2 separate regions of the Bos taurus genome follow, and region 1 is linked to region 2. Evidence: chromatin contacts called from public Hi-C data. All regions are on one chromosome and are shown on one strand. Each heading gives the region's core, a stretch centred on a gene start, on an enhancer-like site or on the middle of the called end of the contact. The rest is flanking DNA. Distances are from core to core; before and after follow the strand shown. Region 1 holds the start of LOC101907107. Region 2 holds the start of WIPI1 (WD repeat domain, phosphoinositide interacting 1).

Region 1 (5,363 bases), core at 2,469-4,968, 230 kb before region 2:
GACCCTGAACTACTGTGAGACCCTGTCCTCCTGTGAGACCCTGCCCTACTCTGATCCTGCCCTGTGTGTGACCCTGTCCTACTGTGTCATCCTGGCCTCCTGTATGTGACCCTGCCCTCCTCTGACCCTGTCCTGTGTGTGACCCTGACCTACTGTGTGACCCTGTCCTCCTGTGAGACCCTGCCCGACTCTGACCTTGTCCTGTATGTGACCCTGCCCTGTGTGTGACCCTGACCTACTGTGTGACACTGTCCTGTGTGTGACCCTGTCCTACTGTGAGACCCTGTCCTCCTGTGAGACCCTGCCCTACTCTGACCCTGTCCTGTATGTGACCCTGACCTACTGTGTGACCCTGATCTACTGTGAGACCCTGTCCTACTCTGACCCTGTCCTGTGTGGGACCCTGCCCTGTATGTGATCCTGACCTCCTGTGTGACCCTGCCCTCCTCTGACCCTGTCCTGTGTGTGACCCTGACCTACTGTGAGACCCTGTCCTACTCTGACCCTGCCCTGTGTGTGACCCTGACGTACTGTGTGACCCTGTCCTACTGTGAGACCCTGTCCTGTGTGGGACCCTGTCCTCCTGTGTCATCCTGGCCTCCTGTATGTGACCCTGTCCGCCTGTGAGACCCTGCCCGACTCTGACCTTGTCCTGTATGTGACCCTGCCTTGTGTGTGACCCTGACCTACTGTGAGACCCTGCCCTCCTCTGACCCTGTCCTAGTGTGAGGCCCTGCCCTCCTCTGACCCTGTCCTGTGTGTGACCCTGACCTACTGTGTGACACTGTCCCGTATGTGACCCTGTCCTGTGTGTGACCCTGACCTACTGTGTGACACTGTCCTGTATGTGACCCTGTCCTGTGTGTGACCCTGTCCTACTGTGAGACCCTGCCCTACTCTGACCCTGCCCTGTGTGTGACCCTGTCCTACTGTGTCATCCTGGCCTCCTGTATGTGACCCTGTCCTCCTGTGAGACCCTGCCCTCCTCTGACCCTGTCCTGTGTGTGACCCTGACCTACTGTGTGACCCTGACCTACTGTGTGACCCTGTCCTACTGTGAGACCCTGCGCTACTGTGAGACCCTACCCTACTCTGACCCTGCCCTGTGTGTGACCCTGTCCTACTGTGTCATCCTGGCCTCCTGTATGTGACCCTGTCCTCCTGTGAGACCCTGCCCTCCTCTGACCCTGTCCTGTGTGTGACCCTGACCTACTGTGTGACCCTGTCCTGTGTGTGACCCTGTCCTGTGTGTGACCCTGACCTACTGTGTGACCCTGACCTACTGTGTGACACTGTCCTGTGTGTGACCCTATCCTACTGTGAGACCCTGCCCTACTGTGAGACCCTACCCTACTCTGACCCTGCCCTGTGTGTGACCCTGTCCTACTGTGTCATCCTGGCCTCCTGTATGGGACCCTGTCCTACTGTGTGACCCTGTCCTGTATGTGCCCCTCTCCTGTATGTGACCCTGCCCTACTGTGAGACCCTGTCCTCCTATGAGACCCTGTCCTACTCTGACCCTGTCCTGTGTGACCCTGGCCTCCTGTATGGGACCCTGTCGTGCTGCGTGTGACTACTGTGGCATGCATTCTTCAGTGAACCAGATTCACCTTCTCTGACACTGTCAGGCTGCATTGGGGAATATTTCACATAAAGAAGCTTTCACACAGTGTGTTCCTGAGGGGACAATAAAAGATGGACAAGTAAGTTTGGGATCTGAGCTCCAGTCTCTTGCCACAGTTACTGATAGAATATTAAACTGTTCTGAGAAGCTCTGCAGTAATGGAGCTCAGCTGACTTTGTTTAGCTGAGTGGTTTTCAAGCATTTGACCTCAGAGACTTCGGGGTAACACCCTGTTAATAGCCACCTCTCTCCCCACCACCAACTGGTGTTTTTTTCCCAGAACACACTTTTGGGGACACTGACATAAATCATTCACCTGAGTACAGACCTGTGCAAGAGTCACTCTCACTTCTCAAACGACATTTTGAAACCCCTGTTTTGAAAATCATCTGACTGGATTTCCGTAGGATGGTTTCAGTTTTACAGACGATTGAGAAATCAGTCCATAAATAATGAAGTACTACGAGCCGTTAACATTTGGAGAAGGAAGTGGACCCTCCTTGCCCTTCCTCCTACATATATCATGAATAGATACCGTCTCAACATCATTGAGCCAGTGTTATCAATGAATTATTTATAAAATATAGAAACAATTACATGGAAAAAATACAAATTGTTCCAAGTGGAAATTCAACAATTCAGGGCTTCTTAATGACAAACCTCGGAAATTTGTTCAAGGACCTACTTTAGTAAAACATGATTAACATTTCCTCTGATAAATAGAAGGTTGCTAAGAAACACTCAAGAACTGTTGTATGTGTGCATGAAGTAACTTTCACTGGAAACTTGCCCTAACATTATAGAATAAAATTGGGTACAAGGAACCTCTTCAGCTTTATTCACGATGATGTAGATACTGAAATAACAACAGAATCAATGAGGCAGTTTTGGCCCAAACCTCTATCAAGGGGAGCTTTGAAGTGACTTACTATTAATAGTATGTTACTAAACTTGCACTTTCAAGCAAGACCTGTCAAAGGACGACAGTAACAAGACATGACTGTGTCCTTGTTCCTTTGTCTGCCCCTCCATCTTGTACGGCCAGAAACCTACACAGTTCCCACAGAGATAACCTGGCTCCAGAGGACACACCCATGCCAACCAAACTCTAAAGGAACTACTTAAATGGTTCCCTTTAAAAAGTTCTAGTCAGAGACTTCCCAGGTGGTCCAGTGGCTAAGACTCTGCACTCCCAATGCAGGGGCCTGATCCTGTGTGACACTCCTGATCAGGGAGCTAGATCCCACATGCCTCCACTAGAGAGTTCCTATGCAAACTAGAAGATTCCGCATGCCACAACTAAGACCTGGAAATAAACAAAAAAATATAAAAAAGTTATCAATCCGAAGCGCAAAAAAAAAATTATACATATATATGACTGACGCCTAGGATCTCAGAGCCATCTTGATCTTTTCTTAAACAGAAACTGTCCACCAACAACAGAAACCCGCCTAGACTTTAAAGCTCTCCACAGGGGCTGCTGCTGCGGCCTTTCTCCGGGCCCCCCATCACCTTTGTGCCCTGTGCCATCCCTCCTGAAGACCCCTTCCACAACATACAGACAGGCAGACACACAGAGATGACCAGACCACAGCTTCCCAGCTGTAACAAGATGTCATCATTGGCCTGTCTGACCCCTCAGGCAGCCCTGGCGCTACCACTCCCAGATTCCGGCTCACCGAGGTGTGACCGCAAATGTTGCAAGGAATCCAGACAGTCACCAAAAGTATCAGAAGGGATGGCTTCAACATCCCGCCCACCCCCCACTGCTCACAATGCTTCTCACATTAGGTGGCTGACACTCTCCACAGAGATCTCAGCCAGGGGGAGCTCCCACCAACAGGAGAGGGCTCCCTACAGACAAGACGCATCCCCTGGGTCTTCATTCTGCCTCTCCTGGGCCCAGCAGAGCCCGATGTAGCATGCTTGGGTCTCACATTCAAGGCACGCTTCTCCGCGGTGCTCCCCGGCTCCTGGAGTAGAACCGGAAGCCCCTTCCCAGCAGACACTGCATCATGTTCCTACCGTTGTAAGGAGACTGTTGTGTCACACCGACAGTTCTTCCAGTGTTGGTCCTCACTCGCCTCAGTCGCCTTCCCTGTAAAACGCGGACACTAGTCACACCTATCTTTATAGTGTCCGGTGGGCAGTCTGATGCGCAGAAGTGGCCGTAAGGGCTGGGGGCCCGATCCAGGGAAAGAAAGGAGCGCAATGCCAGGTGCATTCCTATGCAGGTTCCCCCGTGGGTCACTGGAAGCTTCTCGGAGCAAGTGTGGCGTGTAGACATCCTCAGGACAGCCGGGCCCGTGTACTCCAACATGGACCAAGAGGCGGCGTGGAAGCTTAGATCACTGAGGTTACTAAGACCACAAAGGACTCCCCCCACCCCACCAGGCCCGCCCCCAGCCCAGCCCAGCCCACGTCCCCGCCGGCACTTCCCCGAGGTGGTCCCCGCGCCCCTCCCGGGCCCGGCGGATGGCACTGCGCTCACCTTCCGCAGAAACGCCATCCTCGGCCTGCACTGCTGGCCTTTGTGTCGGATAGTCATCCTGGCCCCTGGGACTCAGAACCGGGACGCACGGGACGGAAGGGGAAGCCCCCGGAGAGCGCGCCCGCGGTCCCGAGCCCAGGCGGAGCGAGGCTGCCCGCCGCGCCCCCGACCCGCGCCCCCGGGAGCCCGAATCCGCGCTGGCCAATCAGCGCGCCGCGCCCGCCCGGGCGAGCGCTGCGCTGGCGCCCACCTGGCGCTAGGGGGCGGTGTCGGGCTGGCGGGCCGGGGCGCCGCAGGTGAGGTGCGCCCGGGGCGCCAGGATGCTCTGTGGTCCAGGGCGCCCGCATGCTCTGTGGTCCAGGGCGAGCTCGGACCGAGCACCAAGGCCCAGGGGCGTGAACAGTGCGCCCCGGCACTTGGATCCCTAGCTGGGCTGCCATCAGCTCCCTGCATGGCCTTAGCAAGCTGCTTGAACTTTCTGAGCGTCTGTCTCCTCATCTCGCTGGAGAAAAGTGAGTGGATGGAAAGTGACACCTGTCTGTGTGTCGGGCTCTGCGAGGACAGAATGAATAACCCGATGAACCGGCAGTGGAGTGTGGTTAGCTGGGAGGAATGCAGCTCCCCTGCCAGGTGGACTGGCTCTGAACCCCAAGATGGCCACTCGCTGTGCTCAAGCCAGTTATGTAACCTTTCTCTGCTTCATTCTCCCCATCTCAGTGGTGCCATTGCTGCTCCCTCCTTGTGAGTTTTTCTTTGGGAAGGGGAATTTTGGTTTTGGTTTTAGGATACCTGAGCTGATACATATGAAAAGCATTTAGCAAATATCATATGTGGAATCTAAAAGAGTGATACTAATAACCTGATTTACTAAACAGAGACCGACTCATAGACATAGAAAACAAAGATGGTTACCAAAAGGGAAAGGGGGGGGAGGGATAAAATGAGGAATGTGGAATTAACATACACACACTGTGTGTGTGTGTGTGTGTGCACGCGCGCGCGCATATGCTATGTCTGACTCTTGCGACTCCATAGACTGTCGCCCCCCCAGGCTCCTTTGTCCATGGGATTCTTCAGGCAAGAATACTGAAGTGGGTTGCCATTTTCTCCTCCAGGGGATCTTCCCAACTCAGGGATCAAACCTTCATCTCCTGCATTGCTGATGGATTTTTTACTGCTGAGCCACCAGGAAGTCCACACTCATTGTTCAGTCACTAAGTCATGTCCAACTCTTTGTAACCCCATGGA
Region 2 (5,493 bases), core at 5-2,504:
TGTTTGGCATGGGGTGTTTTTAAAGAGAAGACAAAGGGCATGGAAGGCCAGGGCTGCTTATGGCACATGACGGCCTTAATGATACCGCTGAATGTTCAGTATTAGCACAGTCCAGGCACAGACGGCCAGCACACCTGCCTGAAGGCAATTCCACGAAGGAGCCCAACAGAAACTGGTACAGCAGGAAATGGGGGACTGGGACCGGTCATCGCTGCCTGATGCTGTGTGGCACATTCCAAAGAGGTTATTCCATATGGTCCCCGGGATGTCTAACAATCCCACGAAAGGAGGAAAGGGAGCAGCCTTCTGCTTCTAAGGGACTGACTCCTCCAGATGTTTCAAACACAGTCCAGCAACCCCTGGCTCACTGGCCAAAGTCCGAATGCGAACATCAAGGTGAGACATTCAAAATCCACTCAAGAAGCAACAGAGTGAAGGTCACGTTCCCCCGGAGGACAGCTTGGGCCGGGGACAGGGTTCCTGGACTCCCAGGAGGAGTTCTGTCTGGCCAAGTGGGCTTCCTGAAGACACACTGGGGGCAATGGGAAGGTTCCTGACAATCCGGCCCGCAGGCAGGCGCCCAGGCTGGGCTGGGCTGGGATCAGGCTGGACTGGCTTCGGGGATAGGTTGCCTCCTGGTCGTTGGCCCTGCCCAGATGCCACGTTGAGATGCTCAAGGACAAATGGGAAAGTTTTTCCTGAACCCCCATCTTCCTGGGCCCTAGCTATTTCGCCCAGGGTCAACTTGCAACTTCCCCATCCGCTCCCCTCTCCTTTGTCTTGACCACCGCCCCTCCTGCCCAGACCCTCGCTTTGGTCACTCCCCGGTTCCCCACCTTTCCCAGCCTCCTTCCGCCCCCTCCCTGGGCTCTGTCCCCCCTTCTCCCGGCCGGCCCCTCCTGGCTCCCTGCCGGCAGGGGAACGGGGGAGCTCAGCCCCGCGCCGGAGGAGGGGCGGCCCGAGGACCCGCACCGGCCCGGGCCACGCCGGCCGTCAAGCCCAGGCCCCCGGGGCGCAGGCCGGCGCCCGCTGTCCAAGTCGCCGACTTGGACACCCTCGATCGAGACTTTTCTCCCCCAGCTCCCGGCGGGGCAGGCGGCCCGGCTTACGTGCAGTCCTGGTTGAAGGAGAAGCAGCTGAGCGCTGCCTCCGCCCCGCCCGAGGCGCCGTCCGCGCCTTCGGCCTCCATCGGGGGCTCGACCCGGGAAGCCGCGGCTCCGAGCGGGCGACAGCCACCTCAGCAGCCCGCTGGCGCCGGCCCCGCGGGCCGGTCTCCCGCCCGGCCCCGCCCCGCCCCGCCCCGCCCCGGCCCCGCCCCGGTCCCGCCCCGGCCCGCCCCAGCCCTCCAGGCCCCGCCCCGCCAGGCCCCGGCCTGGCCGCCTCATTCCCGCCCGGGCCTGACAGGCCCCGCCCCTTCCCCGCCCACCCGAGCCACCCTACCCCAGCCCGGGCCCACCCAGGCCCCGCCCCGGGCCCGCCAGGCCCCGCCTCCGCCCCGTCAGGCCCCACCTTCGCCCCGCCCCGGCAGGGGCACCTCATCCCCGCCCGGGCCAGCCAGGCCCCGCCCCGGCCGGCGTCGCCCCGCCCCTCCTGGTCCCGCCCCGGCCCTCCGTCGGGTCCAGCTGACTCAGCCACCGAGAGGGCGGAGTCCCACCGCCGGCCTCCATTGGTGGAGAGGCCACAGCGCGGCTCACAATTAGCCAACGGGCGACGGCGGTGGGCGGACCCACCCTGCTGGCGACCCGCCCCCAGCTCCTAGGCACAGCTTGCCATTGGGTGGAGGAGAGTGACGCAACGGCTTCAGGCCACGTGGTGGTGTTTTCATTGCGGGGGCGGCGGGGCGGAGCGCGGGAAGGGAGAGACCCGGTAGCTGGGCTCGGCCTGCGGGCTGAGTCCAGTCCGGCGTCTGCGTCGCGGTTGCGGCGAAGCAGACGGACCGGCGCGCCGGCCTCACTCCACCCGACGCCTGGCTATTAAACTGACAGTTTAGGGGCGCGCGTTGGACGCTAAGGCCCCACCTTCTTCTGGAGTCTTCGAGCTGCTTGGAAACTGTTTCTAGCAAGGGTGCTGAGGCCGGACAGATAAGGGGCTGTCTCATCCCTTTTCCCGCCGTTACAACTCTTACCGCAGGTCCAGAGCTGTGTTAACAATGAGCTTTATCTCGTTGAATTCTTATAAAAGTTTGTGAAGAAAGTATGATTATGCCCAGTTTAGAGAGGCTGTAACAGAAGCAGAGAACTGCTATACAGTTCTGTCTGAAATAACACAGTAAATAGTAAAATGTGGAGTTGCCTGATTTCAAGACCCGTACACCAAACGACTCTGCTAGACACTATTTGGCAAAACCGGTCTGAACTGTAGCTGAAAAAAATCCCGAAAGAAAATGTGTGTAGCCCACTGTTTTTAATGAAAGGGATGGAGTTTTGTAGACAGCACAGTAAAAACTCAGGTAATTGGAGGTGAGTCCTGACAAAGGGTCTCTCTTCCCAACCTAAATACATGTTGCCATTGAATTACCAACACAACTTATGAATCAGCAGGTCTGCTGGTTTTTAGCTTTATATGATTACTGATCAATTTTTAATTCAGGCTTTTCCAGTTTTGAGATGAAATGGTATTTTATTGTTGTCCTGCCACAGCATTCAAACTGTCATAGTTCAATTTTTCTATTATGTGACAAAGCTATATATAGTTTTTGAAACAGTGAACAAAGTGGGCTTCTTCTCTTAAGCTTTTCTGGTTGACTTTTGGTTTTGTTTTTCTGAAATGCAAATATAATAGTTTCTTCTTTCAGTGCTATTATTCTTTCTCTCAGCTGATGTAAAAATAGCTCAGCTCATAGATGGCCAGATGTTGATTGTTCTTTAGTTGAATGTGAGGTGGTGTGTAAATTGTTGTATGGGAGGCAGCTACTGGTTTAACTGAATCATCCTTGTAACCTCTCAGCTCAGAACTGATTTCCGGCTCACCTCCCAGCTCAGGCAAATGCTGCAGCCCTTTTTGTTCTATTTAGAAAACAAAAAATATGGCATACTAGGTGTGAGGTTGTTGGAGAATCACATAATGTGCCCAGTAGGTTTTTAAAGTCTTATTATTACCAAGAATTTGGACTTGATGGAGTAGAGATGGGAGCTGGTGTTAGTTTTTGAGCACGAGTGTTTCATGATAAAAGCAGTGTTTTAGGCAGATAAACTGGGCCAGGGTGTGCAAAATAGATTAGAAAGGGGGAAAAGCCTAGACTGAGGTGAAATTTTAGGAGTGAAAGAGGTGAGAAAGTGGGCTCTAGGATGGTGGCAACGTTAGGACAGACCCAAGAGGTGTCTTTTCCTGTAATATATTTGACATAAAACATTGTGTAAATTTAAGGTTTACAACGTGTTTTAAGGTTTACAACGTGTTGATTTCATACATTTATGTATTGTAATGTGACTGCCATTGTAGATATAATTAGCCCCTCATCACATCACACTAAGGGCTATTTTGAAGCAGTGCTATCCAACAGAAAGAAATGAGAGCCACAGGTGTGAACCCCAAATGTAATTTAAAATTTTTGAGACATATGCCATTTAAATTTTTTGAAACCCCACCTTGTTAAAAAGAGTAAAGAAAAATGGGCAAGTTAGTTTTAATAATATTTAACCCTTTAAATGTTATTAAATTTAACCCAGTATGTCAAAAAGATCATTTTAGTAGGTAACCCATGTAAAATTATTGATCAGTCAGTTAAATTATTGATCAGTCAGTTTAGATTGTCATTGTTTTTTAGCACAAATATTTAAAACCCCATGTTTCTGGGACCTCCCAGGTGGTCTGGCGGCTAAGACTCTGAGATCCCAGGGCAGGGTGCCCAGGTTTGTTCCCTGGTCCGGGAACTAGATCCCAAGTAAGATCCAGCACAGCCAAATATATAAATTTTTTTTTCAAGTCTCAACAGATTTTTTTATTTTTATTTTATTTTTTTTACTTTATTTGATCTTGGTTTTGCCATATATCAACATGAATACACCACAGGTATACACGTGTTCCCCATCCTGAACCCTCCTCCCTCCTCCCTCCCCATACCATCCCTCTGGGTTGTTCCAGTGCACCAGCCCCGAGCATCCAGTATCGTGCATCGAACCTGGACTGGCGACTCGTTTCATATATGCTATTATACATATTTCAATGCCATTCTCCCAAATCATCCCACCCTCTCCCTCTCCCTCAGAGTCCAAAAGACTGTTCTATACATCTGTGTCTCTTTTGCTGTCTCGTATACAGGGTTATTGTTACCATCTTTCTAAATTCCACATATATGCGTTAGTATACTGTATTGGTGTTTTTCTTTCTGGCTTACTTCACTCTGTATAATAGGCTCCAGTTTCATCCACCTCATTAGAACTGATTCAAATGTATTCTTTTTAATGGCTGAGTAATACTCCATTGTGTATATGTACCACAGCTTTCTTATCCATTCATCTGCTGATGGACATCTAGGTTGCTTCCATGTCCTGGCTATTATAAACAGTGCTGCGATGAACATTGGGGTACATGTGTCTCTTTCAATTCTGGTTTCCTCAGTGTGTATGCCCAGCAGTGGGATTGCTGGGTCATAAAGCAGTTCTACTTCCAGTTTTTTAAGGAATCTCCACACTGTTCTCCATAGTGGCTGTACTAGTTTGCATTCCCACCAATAGTGTAAGAGGGTTCCCTTTTCTCCACACCCTCTCCAGCATTTATCGCTTGTAGACTTTTGGATCACAGCCATTCTGACTGGCGTGAAGTGGTACCTCATAGTGGTTTTGATTTGCATTTCTCTGATAATGAGTGATGTTGAGCATCTTTTCATGTATTTGTTAGCCATCTGTATGTCTTCTTTGGAGAAATGTCTGTTTAGTTCTTTGGCCCATTTTTTGATTGGGTCATTTATTTTTCTGGAATTGAGGTGTAGGAGTTGCTTGTATATTTTTGAGATTAGTTGTTTGTCAGTTGCTTCATTTGCTATTATTTTCTCTCATTCTGAAGGCTATCTTTTCACTTTGCTAATGGTTTCCTTTGATGTGCAGAAGCTTTTAAGGTTAATTAGGTCCCATTTGTTTATTTTTGCTTTTATTTCCAATATTCTTGGAGGTGGGTCATAGAGGATCCTGCTGTGATGTATGTCAGAGAGTGTTTTGCCTATGTTCTCCTCTAGGAGTTTTATAGTTTCTGGTCTTATGTTTAGATCTTTAATCCATTTTCAGTTTATTTTTGTGTATGGTGTTAGAAAGTGTTCTAGTTTCATTCTTTTACAAGTGGTTGACCAGTTTTCCCAGCACCACTTGTTAAAGAGATTGTCTTTTCTCCATTGTATATTCTTGCCTCCTTTGTCAAAGATAAGGTGTCCATAGGTGCGTGGATTTATCTCTGGGCTTTCTATTTTGTTCCATCGATCGATATTTCTGTCTTTGTGCCAGTACCATACTGTCTTGCTGACTGTGGCTTTGTAGTAGAGCCTGAAGTCATGCAGGTTGA

What was found. A called contact is a pair of places that touch in the nucleus more often than the background predicts.
Region 1: a Hi-C map of liver shows a contact between it and region 2, with 2.2 times the contacts expected there. The contact joins the promoter of LOC101907107 here to the promoter of WIPI1 in region 2. A contact is called at or near these places in 3 of 11 Hi-C or Micro-C datasets (liver, skin fibroblasts and an unstated tissue).

Annotation. Positions count from the first base shown.
Region 1 is chr19:61,981,970-61,987,332 of ARS-UCD2.0, reverse strand. It overlaps LOC101907107, which reads left to right and starts at 3,718. Exons shown (of 3, transcript XM_059878366.1): 1 at 3,718-4,627; 2 at 5,231-5,363. The coding sequence starts at 3,853. It also overlaps a transcript of RGS9 not described here.
Region 2 is chr19:61,748,262-61,753,754 of ARS-UCD2.0, reverse strand. WIPI1 (WD repeat domain, phosphoinositide interacting 1) reads right to left here and starts at 1,254. Exons shown (of 13, transcript NM_001099040.1): 1 at 1,110-1,254. The coding sequence starts at 1,189.